2 separate regions of the Nomascus leucogenys genome follow, and region 1 is linked to region 2. A link is a contact called in public Hi-C data. All regions are on one chromosome and are shown on one strand. Each heading gives the region's core, a stretch centred on a gene start, on an enhancer-like site or on the middle of the called end of the contact. The rest is flanking DNA. Distances are from core to core; before and after follow the strand shown. Region 1 has its middle 22 kb from the start of RTN4RL2. Region 2 holds the start of P2RX3 (P2X purinoceptor 3).

Region 1 (2,700 bases), core at 68-2,567, 150 kb after region 2:
CACTTGGTGAAAGTTTCAATTCTCCTCTGTGGAGAGGTGAGCATTGAGGAAGGGGTGGGGGCTGTCAAAGGAGACTTGCCCAACCTTTCCAGCCCACCAATCCCTTACCCAGTGTTTCTATAAAATAAGGGCCTTTTGCATCTGATTTAAGTAGGAAGCTGATTCCTGAGCCCCTCACATCTGCTGAATCAGATAGCTAAAGGGGCCCTGGAATCTGCATGTTAGCAAGTGGAGGTGGGTTATGAAGCACTCCAAAGTTTGAAACACGCCTCAAAGGTGGAGTGGTTCCGTGGGGGGCAGACAGGAAAATGCAAAGGGGGAAGGGGTCACACTTGGGGAAGGTTTCAGACAATACTGAGTGGAAAGGGTGATGCCAGGTGTGGGGAATAACAGATAGAGGAGGCAAAGTGAGTGGAGACCAAGCCAGACCGGGGAGGAGAGGGCCACAGCCAAGGTGAGACAGGTCAGCAGCCAGAAACCGAAGCAGACACTTGCAGGGTGCGCCCCGCCCTCTCTTCGTGGCGATCTGTGACCCAGGACGTGGAGACCTTGGAGAGCCCCCCACCTTGTTTCTGGGGCGGGGATCAGAGAGGAAGCCTCTCATCCCCGGGCACCAGCGTCCTTCCCCGGAGGCTCAACACGCAGCTATCTGGATAGGCGTCCATCACTCCCCTGGCCAGAACCCACCAACGCTCCTCGAGGTCCGACCTTGTCCCTCCTTCTACCCCACAGTCCCCAGTCCTAGCTCATCTGCATAAAGCTCCAATTAACACGTTTTTCCTTTGCTATTTGCGATCCCAGAACTCGTTCCCCACACCGAGCCCGTTTCCCGCAGCCCCCTCGCCCCTGGGAGGGCGGCCCCATTAACCCTCGAGACCCGGGCCGCTCCCCGCGGTCCTGACCCCGCCACCCCGTCCTGCGGTCGGGGGTTGGGGGTGAGGGGCGCTTCCTGGGGCGGAGGATTGCGCGGTAGGGTCTGCCACAGGCCAGAGGCCAGGGCTCTCCGGGAAAAAGGCAGGCCCATATCCGCCCCCCTTTCTGGGAAAAGATGGGGAGGGGGGCTTCTCCTGGGAGACTCCGGGCGTCGAAATTCCTCGTTCCCATCCTCCGGCCCCCGCACCCCTCCTCCTCCCCGCCACGCACCCTCTCCCCTCCCCAGCCATCTGTTCCACTCCGCAGCGCCGCGACAAACACGGCTCCAGCTCGCTTCCGCCCCTGCCCAGCCCCCTCCCCAAGCCCCGGGGAGTGGGGGAGTGAGCAGACGCCCTTCTCTTAGGAGGCCGGAATTTCTGCCTCCATCTCCCCCCGGGGTCCGGCTGGCCAGCGGCAAGCTTCGAGACCCCCCCCCACCACCACCACCACCGTTGCGAGGGCCGGTGAGGCTGCAGATAAGGCTTGCAAGGACGGGGGTCGGGGAGGGTGTAGGGAGAGTTTAAAGGACGGGCAGAGCAAGCCCCAGGTAGGGGCTCTGGAACCCAAGACCCAGGAAGAGTCAGGGATTTTCCCTCCCGGGTCGCCGCCCCTCGCACCCTCGGCGCCAGCCGCAGCCACGCAGCGCCGCCTGCCGGGCACACCAAGGACCTGGCGCGCACGTGGCGCTTCCCCCCGGGTCCGCTCCTGGCTCTCGCTCAGCCTCCCCAGACTATTCGCAAATTGAGGATCCCGGACAGAGAGTGCAGAGACCCCGGCAAGCCCACTGAAAACCAGCGGAACCCGCTGGTGGGTGCTGTCCAATTCTGATTTTGTACTTTGCAAAAAACAAAAAGAGTCAGTGTTGGAAGTCGGGAGTCTGGGCTCAGAGCAGCAGGGATCTGCGATTTGACTTTGCCAAGTCTCCAGACCCCTGAGGACAGGTTTTCCTATCTGACAATGGAGGGGTCAGTCTCTCTTATTAACTTCTCAAGAGAAACAAAGACAAAGGGAGGGAAAATGGCTTATCTGGAATGCTGTCTTACAGAGCCAACCTTTGGAGGTGGGGGGGATGGCCAAGGCCCAGGAGCAGCTGAGAACCAGAAAGAAGCTTGGGACCTCCTTTCTGCAGAGCTCTCCTTTCCACAGACTGCCGAGGTTCCAAATTGAGCTCCACCACCTAACACTGTGTGCCCTTGGGTGTGTGCCTTAACCTCTCTGGGCTTGTTTCCTACAGCGACAAGAAAGAATGACAACACCAACCTCTTAGGCTATAGTTTGGATAAAATGAGATAGCTGTGTAGAACAGACAGATCCTAAACCAATGTTAGTTTTCCCTTCATTTGGGGACTTGCTCTAACCTCCATGGCTTATGCCCCAGGGGCACAAGCAGGTGCAGGGCTGAATAAATAAGGTATGTCTTTCTGCAAGATCTCTTGTCCTCACTGATGGTGTCTTCTCTTGATGTAGATAATTTTAAAGCCTCACTTTATTTATTTACTTTAAAGCCTCACTTTAATGTTAAAGGTAAATGTAAATATAGTATAACAAGGAAGCTTAAAATTTGCATAAAGTTTTAAGATAAAATAGGAGACTCCAAAAAAGTGTTACTTTCGGCAGGCCCTAGGGATGCTATGGTGGGAAAGTTTGAGTCATACCTTAGCCTTCTTTCTAAAGCATTCTGTCCTAATCCTCTGTATGGAGAAAGGCCAGCTTCCTGGATGTACCCCAAATCCTGGGAAGTAGGGAGCAGGAGCTGGACTCCCTCCAAGCACTAAGGGCAGGGCATGG
Region 2 (2,700 bases), core at 150-2,649:
GGTTTAACAAAGAGATATTAAGGGCCCATTACTACTTTAGCACACTTCTCGGATTTGAGGAAACTTGAACAAGGTGAAAACATCCCCGGCCAGGTGCGGTGGCTCACACCTGTAATCCTAGCACTTGGAGAGGCCAAGGCGAGGAGATCACTTGAGGTCAGGAGTTTGAGACCAGCCTGGCTAACGTGGTGAAGCCCCGTCTCTATTAAAAATACAAAAATTAGCCAGGCATGGTGGCAGGTGCCTATAATCCCAGCTACTCAGGAGGCTGAGGCACAAGAGTTACTTGAACCCAAGAGGCAGAGGTTGCAGTGAGCTGAGATCATGCCACTGCACTCTGGCCCGGGTGACAGAGCGAGACTCTGTCAAAAAAAAAAAAAAAAGAAAGAGAAAAAAAAAAAAAGGAAGGAAGGGAAGGAAAGAAAGAAAAAAAAAACCCAGCCCCAACCTTTCAGGAAAACATAATCTAACAAATGATTTTGATAAATAAACTGACAGTTTAAAAAAAAAAAAAGAAGTTGGCACATATACACTATGGAATACTATGCAGCCATAAAAAAGAATGAGTTCATGTCCTTTGCAGTGACACGGATGAAGCTGGACTCCATCATTCTGAGCAAACTTTCGCAAGGACAGAAAACCAGACACTGCATATTCTCACTTATAGTTGGGAAATGAACAATGAGAACACTTGCACACAGGGTGGGGAACATCACACACGGGGGCCTGTCATGGGGCGGGCGGAGTGGGGAGGGATAGCATTAGGAGATATACCTAATGTAAATGATGAGTTAATGGGTGCAACACACCAACATGGCACATGTATACATATGTAACAAATCTGCATGTTGTGCACATGTACCATAGAACTTAAACTATAATGATAAAAAAAAAAGCAAAACAAACAAAAAAAGAAGTGCTAACTGCTATGCTACAGGTAGAGCAAAGCTCATTACCAACTGGAGTTAGAAATATGTGACTCTTTACTCATCACACCCCAGAAGACCCAGAAAAACTTTCAAGAGACCCTCTCCCCCTGACCCATGCCACCGGGGGCAACTCAGGAAAGGAGACGGCTGCAGAACTGGGTGGAATTTGGCAGACACTCAGGAATGAAGGGATCCTTAGCTCAGGCAGGTTGTTAGGTGACTGGGGGATGGGAAATTGCAAGGGGCTTTAGGGAGAGCGTGAGCAGCTGGTGAGCTGGGATGAGGATGCTGCAGAAGAGAACAGAACAGAAACAGTAGACAGAGTGCAGATAAAACATTAGTCCCAGAGGGCTCCAGCCAGCTACATCCCAGGCAATCAGGAGCCCAGGATTGGAGACCCCACCCCTGCTGTGACATCACAGGGGAGTGGGGTGGAGACGAACAAAAAGGGGGTCCCCCGCCCTGGTCCCGGCCTCTTGGAAGCCAGAGTATCAAGAGCAGAGAGAACCTGACTAGGATTGCCTGGCTTAAAGGGACAGGCTCCCCATTCCTCCGACCCCTCTAAGCTGCCCCCTCCAGGTCGTGATCTCATCTCCCTGTCCTGTAGGACCTCCCTCTCCTGAGGCCACCACTGGGCCCCCTTCTGAGTGTCCCCTGAGCACTCTCTCAGCATGAACTGCATATCTGACTTCTTCACCTATGAGACCACCAAGTCGGTGGTTGTGAAGAGCTGGACCATCGGGATCATCAACCGAGTAGTTCAGCTTCTGATCATCTCCTACTTTGTAGGGTGAGTCTGTGGCCCTTCAGGTCCCTGGTGGGGTGGGCTGCCTGGCATCCCATCTTCACCCTCCTGCCTCGGTGCTACCGTCCAGCTTCCTGAGCTCCTCCCCTCCTGGGAGAAACAGTTTCTTCTGTGGAGCCGAGTCTTAAAGACTGGCCTCTGCCACCCCCACCTAGGACCTGAATTCACCCAGATGAATTCTTTTCCCGGTTCATCCTCCAGAGTTGAAAGTGGTTTCAAGGCACACGCTCGGAGGAGTAGGGTCCCTGCCCTGGCACTGCCCTCCACCGAGGGAGGGCTCAGGAGCTCCATCTGCACCCTCCCTGCTCTCATCTCCCCAACAAGAGAACAGGCAGACCCCCTCCCACATCTTCGAATTCCCCTCAGTCAACTCTTCGGGGTCTCAAAAAGACAAGACAGCACAGGAATAGGGAAGGGAAGGCACTGAGACAAGGGGGTGGTGGCAGGTTGATCAAGTTGGTGGCCGGGAGGGAAAGAGAGAACTGGATCCATTTTAGAATGAGGAATTTCCTTCTGGCATGGATGGGTGAGATGGTGAGAGAGAGAAGGGCAAGGGAGAAGCCCTCTGCTCTTGAACGGGAGGACAAAGAGGGAACTGCCCCTTGATGAAGAAACAAACATAGGCCCAAGGGAAGAGGGGCCAAGGAGAAAAGGAGCTTTCCTGAACGTGGTGCAGCTCCCTCCCCAGGAATCTAGAAATGCTCCTCTTTGTCAAAAGGCATAAGTTCCCTACCTCTCCTTGACCCTGTGCCATGTAACCCATCCTAGGAGTTGCTTAAGAGCCAGGAAGGTGCAACCATCCCCTCTCAGCCCCCACCGCCTGGAAGCGCGCGCACACACACACACACACACACACAAAGGGCTGTGGAGCAGACAATGGCTGGGGAAGAATGCAGGTCCTATCCTTCTTGTGGTCATTTCCACACACTGGTGGGCACCAGGAAATACAGGCAGAAACCTCAAAGA

What was found. A called contact is a pair of places that touch in the nucleus more often than the background predicts.
Region 1: a Hi-C map of a lymphoblastoid cell line shows a contact between it and region 2, with 6 times the contacts expected there. The contact joins the enhancer-like site here to the promoter of P2RX3 in region 2. A contact is called at or near these places in 3 of 4 Hi-C or Micro-C datasets (a lymphoblastoid cell line and an unstated tissue).

Annotation. Positions count from the first base shown.
Region 1 is chr4:76,897,109-76,899,808 of Asia_NLE_v1, forward strand. No RefSeq gene overlaps it. Among named protein-coding and RNA genes, the nearest start is that of RTN4RL2, 22 kb to the left of the region's middle. Within about 2 kb of position 1,318, the one cell type or tissue checked has an H3K27ac peak away from gene starts, as active enhancers do. A contact at or near this core is called in a lymphoblastoid cell line, where this site is marked.
Region 2 is chr4:76,750,533-76,753,232 of Asia_NLE_v1, forward strand. It overlaps P2RX3 (P2X purinoceptor 3), which reads left to right and starts at 1,400. Exons shown (of 12, transcript XM_030810123.1): 1 at 1,400-1,719. The coding sequence starts at 1,601.